Regions from separate parts of the Mus musculus genome. Here all the other regions are linked to region 1. Evidence: chromatin contacts called from public Hi-C data. All regions are on one chromosome and are shown on one strand. The core of a region is the stretch at or near the end of the contact, and the rest is flanking DNA. Distances in the headings are between cores, read along the strand shown. Region 1 overlaps Creb5 (cAMP responsive element binding protein 5). Region 2 has its middle 60 kb from the start of Tril. Region 3 has its middle 97 kb from the start of Tril.

The links. A called contact is a pair of places that touch in the nucleus more often than the background predicts.
Region 2: a Hi-C map of uterus shows a contact between it and region 1, with 2.9 times the contacts expected there. The contact joins two enhancer-like sites. A contact is called at or near these places in 15 of 484 Hi-C or Micro-C datasets (the 3T3-L1 cell line, 3T3-L1-derived adipocytes, the AML12 cell line and 9 more), 1 of 115 datasets of contacts at active chromatin or transcription factors (astrocytes) and 2 of 9 other capture datasets (embryonic stem cells and embryonic tail).
Region 3: a contact with region 1 is called in a Hi-C map of the C2C12 cell line, with 1.9 times the contacts expected there. The contact joins two enhancer-like sites. A contact is called at or near these places in 1 of 39 promoter capture datasets (the 3T3-L1 cell line), 19 of 484 Hi-C or Micro-C datasets (the 3T3-L1 cell line, 3T3-L1-derived adipocytes, the C2C12 cell line and 12 more) and 1 of 115 datasets of contacts at active chromatin or transcription factors (bone marrow-derived dendritic cells).

The regions. Positions count from the first base shown.
Region 1 is chr6:53,652,957-53,656,136 of GRCm38.p6, reverse strand. The region is part of intron 7 of Creb5 (cAMP responsive element binding protein 5); the gene reads right to left. Among named protein-coding and RNA genes, the nearest start is that of Gm33392, 62 kb to the right of the region's middle. Within about 2 kb of position 1,431, at least 24 of the 459 cell types and tissues checked have an H3K27ac peak or open chromatin away from gene starts, as enhancers often do. A contact at or near this core is called in the C2C12 cell line and uterus, where this site is marked.
Region 2 is chr6:53,759,261-53,762,440 of GRCm38.p6, reverse strand. No RefSeq gene overlaps it. Among named protein-coding and RNA genes, the nearest start is that of Tril, 60 kb to the left of the region's middle. Within about 2 kb of position 1,735, at least 54 of the 459 cell types and tissues checked have an H3K27ac peak or open chromatin away from gene starts, as enhancers often do. A contact at or near this core is called in the C2C12 cell line and uterus, where this site is marked.
Region 3 is chr6:53,722,258-53,725,437 of GRCm38.p6, reverse strand. No RefSeq gene overlaps it. Among named protein-coding and RNA genes, the nearest start is that of Tril, 97 kb to the left of the region's middle. Within about 2 kb of position 1,652, at least 13 of the 459 cell types and tissues checked have an H3K27ac peak or open chromatin away from gene starts, as enhancers often do. A contact at or near this core is called in the C2C12 cell line, where this site is marked.

The DNA of each region.
Region 1 (3,180 bases), core at 182-2,681:
CGAGTTCCAGATGAAAAAGATTCAGTTTTCTAACTACGCTTAGATGGAAACATATTTTTAAAACAATAATCACTCTGGCCTAGTAAGTGGCAATAATTTTGACAGGACTTCTTAACAACCTAGCTAAGAGATGCACAATATCTGATGTCCAGTTCTGTTTCAGCTGTTGGTTGACTGTGCTCAGTTTCCCTGTTTGGCAAAAATTCTTGTTGGCTATCTTGCAAGGATTTAATGTTAAACAAGAGATAATGCAAGGACACCTACTGGGATCCTGGGATGGCAGCAGACAGAAGGAAAAAGAATTACACACACAACTACTTCACTCTGCAGCATAACTAACATCGAGGTGATCTGTTGAGAATTGTATGTGAGCAAATCTAAGAAATCCCATTCTATGTTACACAACTGATATAAGGAAAGCCACTCGTTGTATGATAGCTTTTTTTTTTTAAAGTTAAATGTTAAAATTTAAATTTTTTTAAAAGTTAAACGAATGAAAATGAGAAAAACCATACGGCATCTATGAAAACATTTTACATACATGCAGAAGGAATGAAGGATAAACATTGATGATGGAATTCCATCCAACAGTGGCAATGACTGAAGTACACCAGTCAACACGATGAATCCAGTTAATGTGAATTGACAAGATCATCAAAAACTTTAGAAAAACATGCATAGTTTATAGCTACTTATAAAAAGTTACATATAATTAAGGAATGTACACGCATCCCAGAGAAGGTACAGATGGCTTCGAGAATGGTAAATAGCTAACTTCCATTCTCAGGGGCTTCTGCCTTGCAGACCAGGGCAGAGGAGGATTACTGTGTCATTTCTTGTCCAGATTTGCATGTCTTAAACGTTGCATGATCACTAAGGAAAAAGAGTAGGTTCCAGGAAAACAAACGCCCTTTATTTTGTTGTTGAGAAGGAGATAGAGGTTGAAGGAAGACTTCTAAGAGGAGATGTCTGAGCTGAGCCTAAGAGATCTGAGGTTCTAACAAACCTGGGAAAGGGTTGCTGGTAAAGAGAACAGTGCAGGTAGAGGGAAACAGCAAGGCTCTTTGGCACGAGGAAACACACAGCTTCTTTAAGTCACACAGAGAGTGTTAGGTTTCAGCTCTGTGCAGACTTTTCTCCAGGCAGAGGCAGAAAACAAGGAGATTTTCATGATACTGGGGTGTAGAAAGCTTGATACATTGAAAACAAAACATGGCCAGAATCTCCAAGTGCCCTTGGAGGGGTTGCAAGCTTGTTCCTGCTTTTTAATAGTGAGAACAAATTGGGATCCCTGGAATATACCACTTGAGATGCTGGGAGAACAATTTTATCCACCAAGCATTAAGTTGTTGCTGAGGACAGCTGAGCAAACAACTCGCTGAAGTCCGTCTGAGGCCTGCCAGCTAGTCACACCCATAATTTCATCTCTATGAACGAAAACAGCTCATACTGTCACACTGCCCTGCTCTGACTACCCCGTGGTTTGCAGCGTTTGAGTTATGGAGTGTCACTTGTGAAACTTTCTATAGCAGTGGGGGCTGTGTTTTGATGTCCTCTCGTTACCCCACCCCCGCTCTGCTGATTTATGGCATAGCGCACAGAGACTTAAATCAAAACGAGAAAATACGTGTGAAATAATGCAAAACAGAGCCAAGGGGCTGGCAATTCCATAATTACACCTAAAGGGAAAATAATTATGCAATACCATATGGTAAGGGAGGCCTCTGAATCACAAATGTCCATACTGTGAGCAGAGAGCTCTCGGAAGAGCGAGTGGGGCTTTTGAGGAGAGGCCGTGCAGAAGCTTGTCTTCAAAAAGGACCTAGAGACAGCTTTGTGAATGATGCGTGGCCTTTGATAATTCCATTTATAGCCCAGGAAATGAAGGTTTGAGTGAGTGAGTGACATGGCCCTGACGAATGAATGTGGAAGAGCAGTGCTGAGCTTGGTTATTTATTGTTTCTGCACAGTGTAGGCTACTACCTACAGTGACCATGGGGTCTACCCACAATTCAGAAATGTGAAAATGACTTATTGATAGAAACCAGAAAACTCTCCAATCTTGACAGCAACTGTGAATTAGGAACTAAATCAACACAAGAAACAACTCACGATGGTGACCTTTCCGTTTATAAAAGGGGCAGAAGATGAAAGAATTTCTCCGTTGTCAAGAATATGAAAGTTCCCTCTGTAAGTCTATCAGTTAATGAATAACCCCTAAGTGTGAGAAATGACTTGGGCAAGTTTCCAGCTTAAATCTTCATGCCCTGGCGTATGGAACCTCTGGGGAAGATGCTGGGAAAAGGTTGGGGGACTGGGGCTCTCGCTGGCCAAGTTTCCTTATGAAAACTCAGTCATGAATTCAGTGCCTTCTGAAGTCCCTCACATCACTCCTCCAAGTGGAGTTTACTGAGGCCTAGCCCAACACTGTGGGGGCAAGATGGGCTAGCCATTAAGCCAAATCCAAAGAGGGAAATCAAGGGAAGCGTTAGAGTTAAGGTAGAACTAGTCAAACTATGCCTCTTGTGTCCAATCTGGCCAGCTGTCTGCCTTTATAAATAAAACTTTATTGCAATGTAGCCATGCAGCTGGGAGACCTCAGTAGTTGCTACAGAGAGTGATGTCCATAAAGCCTGGACTATTGACTACATGGCCATATGACTATATTTTCAGAAACATTCTCCCATCTCTGCTGGAATAAGTCATTTACAAGGAATAGCTTCTGCTGTCAAGAATACTATGGACTCAGGATGAGGGTGGTTAGGAAAATGTCTAATGATCCCTGGTTGGCACTGGGGTTCAACAGAAGGGGAGCCATTCAGCTTCAAATCAAACTCTTCCCAGACTCCCTAACCACTCACACTCCTTTCTTCTCTGGTGTTTGGTAGGATGATGGGGAGTTTCCTGTGTGAGGTCAACTCTGCCATAGGTGGTGGGTATATTGGCCATGGCCTTGAGACCAGTGGCCCTGAGCCGGCTTCCCACCTCTGCTGCTGCTGACCTGGGCTTCCCATTCTGCAGCTGTCCTAGGTTCCCTGCTGCCTGCCCCCAATTTTACCTCAGCCATTGCCCCTCAGCCTGTCCCTGCCTGTCACTTGGCTGTGACTGATCGCCCATCACAGCCTTTTAACTATTAGTCAGAGTTTGATTTAAGTGAAAGCCACCAGGTCCCTAGTCAGC
Region 2 (3,180 bases), core at 486-2,985, 110 kb before region 1:
TGTGTATGACAGTCTTCACGATCACCATCTTCTTGCATTTTACTTCCACCATAATACCAATAACCTCATTGTGACCCAGTTATATGCTAAAATATTTCAAACTTTGTAAAACACAAATGCTCCTAATGCTCTCCCTCCCCAGACACAATCACTATTTACTATGTATTATGCATCTTTCCATTTCTGTGCAAGCATGTGTATAAACCATACTAGTTGTAAATGCTTTTAATAGATTGCTTTCTCTTATTAAAAGCTTGCTGTTGTGTGCACGATAGAGCACAAGTCTATCAGTAGCTTTCAGGAAGAGGAATTGGAACTGTGGAGCCAAAGGATAAGCTTGTTTTAATTCTGATAAATGCTATCAGTCTCTGTGAGTGTGTGTGTGTGTTGTTGTTGTTATTGGTGGTGTGTGTGTAGATGTGGTGGTGGTGGTAGTGGTGTGGTGGTGGTGGTGACGGTGATGGTGTATATGTGCGTGTTTGTGTATGTGTTATTGGTGGTGGTAGTGTTGGAGGTGCATGGGCAGATTTGGTGATGGTGGAGGTGATAGTGATGGTGATGATACTGACGGTGTGTGTGTGTGTGTGTGTGTGTGTCTGTGTGGGTCCATCCCACAGTTTAGCTGTAGAGAACTTTCCCTTTATTCTGCCTGTGTGCTTCATATCCCTTTCTCCTTTTAGTCTAAGTGATAAATTTGACCTTCTTGCAGATTTGACTTTTTTGACTTAGCATTGTCCTCAGGTGTATTTTTGCACATTTGTGTTCCATTTCTATTTCCTCCTCTTGGACCACGTGCCTGTTTTCCCCCTGATGGCTCCTCCCTCCTTCAAACTGAGCATTTCCCCTGGCTCCGGGTGGAGCCCACCATTTGCACAGATATTCTCCAAATCCTGCCTCCTTGTGCTTTAGGGACAGGTCAACCTCCAAAGCATTTTTATAACCCCTTTGCTGCGATGGCTCTGGGCTTCAAAGCACAGGAGGTCTATCTCTCCCCAGATGGATGTGAGCACTGGATGCCGGTTCTGCTTGCCTCTCTCCAGGCTTCCCTCAGTGATGCTGGCCCTCAGCTCAGTGTCTACAACCAGGCTTCTTTAAGGCAGCCTTAGCTTGCCCTCATTTCTTCTGCCTTTCTCTAGATTCTTGTGAAATCCTGTGGTGATAAAGAGGTTCTGTGCTGCTCTTTGAAGTATGGCCGTCTCTTGCAGAGGCTGGCTTCATCTGGGCAATATGGGAAGACTTGGTGCAGCTGGGAATGCGTTTTTCATTTAGCCAAAGGGATGCTTTTGGCATCTATGGAACTAGAAGGCCCTTATTCATCTTTTGGGTTTATATATTTTCTTAAAGGTTGCGATTTGCATTTCTGTTCTCTATCTCCTTTTGCATTGCTGTCTGAGAAATGCAAAACCCGTGGGGGAAAGTAGGCCTGGCTTTGGGGAGATTTCAAATGCAGCTCTCCTTTGTGTCACTGGAGGCGGCCCCAGTCCTTCCCGCCAAGGCCAACTGCCTGCAGGGTAATGGATTATCTTCCTCTCTGCAGACTCCACGGGAGATGTTCTCAACGGTTTATGCATTCTGGCCTGAAAACACTCCCTGCAGAAGGGAGAATTCTTCCTGTGTTCCCCAGCAGAGGTCCCTGGGGACTGAATCTGGCTCGCAGTGTAAACCCCATGTGCTATAAAGAGAAGATCAAGGGCAGATTTGGCACTAAGTGGTTGTTCCAAAGTTTCCAACTGGTCTAAGCTTTCAAAGACAAAGAGTGAGGAGTTGTGGTTGCTTTCACCTTGGGGAATACTTACAGGAGGTGTCTAAACACGCCTCAAAATGCCCGGATCTTAGCAGAAGGGAAGAGATCAGTAAACCTGTAAACAAAAAAGGTGACTGGTTCTGCTTTGGGATAAAAAAAAATAGGAAGGGGGAAGTGGAGGGGTTTACTCACAGGAGGAATAGGTTATTTGGGTGTTGAGCTTTTGTTTAGACCTCTGTCAGTGGCACCTTCAGCAATTGAAGCAAGAGATAAGTTTGTTAAATGTGTAATATATAAGGGAAATCAGCAAGAAAAACATGTGTGTGTGTGTGGGAGGTCCAAAGAGACAGAAACAAGTTTAAATTAAGAGAGAGGAGGGAGGGAGGGAGAGAGAGAGAGAAAAGAGAGAAAGAGAACAAAGAGAAAGAGAAACTGGGGGGCCAGAGAGAGAGAATGAATAAAAAGGAAGGAAATGGATGATAAGGAAGAGAAGGGAAAGGATGAGGGGGGCAAGCCCTCTGAGGTGAGTGGGTTATGGTGTTTGAAAACATCCTCAAGAGCAAAGCCAGCAGGCAGCTTCCTCACAGATGCCTCCTGGTTGTTGCCCAGAGCTTTAAGGACTGAAGGGTAGCAAACCCTCCACATTCCTGGTCACACTAAGCTTTGCTTTGAAATCCCTAAGGAGGCCTACAACTTGGGGGTTGAGGTGACAAAGGGCAGACTGAGGGAATTATTTATTTCCCTCTTTGCCATCTGGGCATCCTCATTAATTGAGTGGATTCATTTGGTGCCGGTTTCTGCTCCCTTCAGAGTTCTGGTCAGGAAAATTAAGAATCATGATTCTAACGGCTCACGTGGTCTGTGAGTCATGGCAGGATGCTTTAGTGCTCTGGCCTTCCCAGTTTGCTATGTTTTGATTTGCTGAGTTCTTTCTTCCTCTTTTGTGCAGTTTACTTATTATAATTATTAATGAGGAAACAGAAAAGTGGCTATTCAGTTGAACTTTAGGGAGCAGGACGTGATAAACAGTCTCTGTCTAGGATCTAACATTTGCCCCTAAATACAGTAATTATTAGGTTGCTTGATGATATGCTGGGTTTTACAAGGCTCTTATTAGGGAAAGAAAAAGAACATAATAAATCCACTAATGTGGGTAATGACTGGTATGGAAATTGAAAATGGTTCAAAATTAACCCACTCCTTTTTTCCACCTTCTAAATACCCCCCTGGGTCCTAATATTATTCATCACATAAATATACTTGCTCTTCATTTCAGCTAGTCCTTCCCTGCCAAGACACTCCAGAATTAATTGCAATTAAGTGCTATCTGGCCTTACCCAGGCATTGACAGGAGGCTCAACTGAAGGAAAATGTAACCAACCTGCAATGGCAGAGAGACGCACAAATGGTTCTGTGAGCTCCACATGCCTAGTTCA
Region 3 (3,180 bases), core at 403-2,902, 69 kb before region 1:
AAAATCAAAAATAAAATAAAATATTTTGGATGTGGTAAAAGTAAATTAGATGCTGCTCATAGATAGTATACAGTTAGTGCCTCCCAGTGTCTGGTGCTGAGTGGTTGTGTTGCTGAAGCTACTCAGAACCTAAGGCTGTCCTTAGCCCTGGCTGTGCACTGTCAGCTCCCAGTGCCTAGCAGACACTAACCCCCAGCCCCCAGCAACCATCCAACTCCCAATGTCCATAAGTTCAACATTGATGGCATGCAGTCTGTGTCTCTTGTGTCCTCTGAACACTTTGCTTCATATGCCTTCCTGGTTCATCTGCACTGTTGGAAATGACACCAGACGCTTCAGCCTCTGCACTAGAATGCCTGAGGGTGGAATTACCTGTGGTGTGCGTTCTACTAGGCAGCTAAAGCAGAGATTTACTGGTTTAAGGACATGCTCTAGGGATAGGGTAATGGGTTAGAATCAAATGCCTCTAAGAACATAGCACGCCAACCAGAACACTTTGTGTTTTATGCTGGTGTAGAGTGGGTGACAGGAATCCTGGGTATGAGTTCTCACCCACACACACTTGTTCAAACAATATTTACTCAGTCCCTTTGGGTGCCAACCATACTAGAAAGTGCTAGGGCTTCTGAGGTGAGCGCGAGAGAGAACACTTCCTGAGGAGATGGTGCCTACTATAACGGCTGCTTGAGAGAACCCAACGTGCATACACACAGCAGTGCTTTCATTGAAAGCCGGGCCAAGGCAGGCAGCTCTTATCATAGCTAGTTTCCCTTCATAAGAAGCACTGAAACCAATACATCAAAGATATTCTCCATTTGAGTGGTGTGTACACCTCTTCTAATTCTTTTCTGTTTGAAATATCTTGTGAATCAAGAATGTGCTACATGACTGTATTGTGGAGGGGATAATCTATGTCAACAAACCCAAAGAAGGCATGGGAAGATTGGGAAGACTGGGAAGACGGGCTGGCAGTGGGGCAGGAAAGCATTCCAGAAACCACTGACACATAAAAACCTTAACTTAGCTTTAATTGACCACTTGCGATTATATACACTTATGAGCTGTAATGCCAGCTGCCCATACATCTACACATCCTGGAAACGTTCAATTGGGTTAATCAGCATACCTAAAACCTCACATAGCCATTCTCTGTGTGTGTTAAGAACATTTTAAAGCCTATCATTCCAGAATTTTGAATTTTTCCATATTGTTATTAGCTATAAGGAAGGTGCTATGCCCTCTCTAACTCCCAACCCTTAGTAGCAACTATCCAACTCCCAATGTCCCTAAGTTCAACATTGATGACATGCAGTCTGTGTCTCTTGTGTCCTCTGAACACTTTGCTTCATACGCCTTCCTGGTTCATCTGCACTGTTGGAAATGACACCAGAATACCAGCCTGCCTTCAAAAGAAGGAAATTCTGCCACTGGTGCTTTTAAGGCAGAAGAAGGTGGCTCTAGGAATGTGAGGGAGAGAGCGGAGATGGAGGCAGGGTTTGATGAGGAGGTCCTCTCTCTCTCTCTGGTGTGAGATTTGTGAAAACTGAAAGGAGCACAGAGCACAGGAGGAGGGGTGCCAGATACTCTACAGCCAACCCTTAAACCTCCGAGGCCAGCCACATGCAGAGGTGGGCAGGGCCAGCCTGGAGCCTCTGCTATTCTTGGCAAAGGTTCTGTGGAGATCGGTTTCTGGAATAGGTCCTGAGGAGGACCAGTCTCTGGTATCATTAATCCAGCAATAGCCTTCTGGGCAGGCACCAGGTTGGCATCAAGGGAAAGAGGATGCTGAGTTCTTCTGGTGATTTTTTCATGATGGTGATATGTTTCCCTTCTGTACAAATGTCTACTCAAGAAAATGGCTGGTTCAGGAAAACTGTCCTCACAACCCACAAGGGAACAGGAGTTATCAGAGACTGCTCATCTCCCAAGAAGCATGACACATTGGGGCAGGAGGATGGGTAGTTGAGAAGCCTCCTTCAAAATCATGGAACGTACAATAGAGAGAGTCATTTCCAAAGGGCTGAGGAGAAACTGGGAAAGAGCCCAAAGGAAGATGTGGAGATCAAGTAAGAACTCCATGGAGAACTCAACTGGATTCCCGTGGAAGGGAGCATTAGGAACAATCCATTTGCATACCATGGTGACAGCAAAACAGATTTAGGGACTGGCTACAGAGTGAGGCAAGACAGGGACTCGTGACACGTGTGTCAATTGGAATGCTCTTTTATTGCTGTTGGTGTCTTTGGTGCGGTAAGTCACGGACACAAGGAGGTGATGTGAGAGATGGGATGAGGTCTTATACTTGACTCCCAGGTTGGCCTAGAACCAGTGGTCTTGCTACTCACAAAGGAGGCTCCTTCCCCCCCCCCCCACCCCATTCTGGCTTGCTTTGCTGTTGCCAACTTTCTACAGCTCTGATCCGTTATCGGCAAGTGTCATCCCTTTGCCATACATAGAAACAGTGAGTGCAAAGAAAATGCACTGTGTGGGCAGATGACTCAGAAAGCTTGACCGTGGGGTAAACAAACATTCTATCTCCAGTGATGATAGACTGAAGGCCCTCAGGGCAGGCTGCTGTCTGCTGCCTCCACAGGCACCTCCTCTTACTGTATCCTTGCATAGCTCCACGCATGCCACCAGCACACACAACAAACCATCAATTAAAGATGGCTTCTGGCCCAGGTTTGAAAACTACCCTGTTGCCCTATAGAGCTCTATGTGTTCACTCCTGCCCTCTCCTCTTCCACTCAGTGCCCAATTTCTTGTCTCTACCCAGCTGGGATTACTGAATCCCAGATAAATGAACAATCCAGTCATCTGGCCCTTGGCGGCACCAACAGACAATCAGAACAGTTGTCTGGTACTCTGCTGGTACTCTGGATTCCCTTCATGCTGCTCCTGATGTCTGCTGAGTGAGTTTTGTCAGGTAATGTTCAACCATAACTATAGGAAGAGGCACGCTAGGAGAAATGGACTTGCCCTATGCCTAAACTGCATGAGCAGTGCTGAACTTCATTGTGCAACCTCAGGAAGGAAGATGGGAGGCAGAGAGACTCGGGAAGTTGAAGCTAGTGCCCACCTATGGAGATCTTGTCTCTGTCCTCTCTGGAAGCCTCAAGCCTGCTTCGACCAGTCTTCCAGTTGATATAGGCCCACTCACATGATCCAGTGTAATCGCCG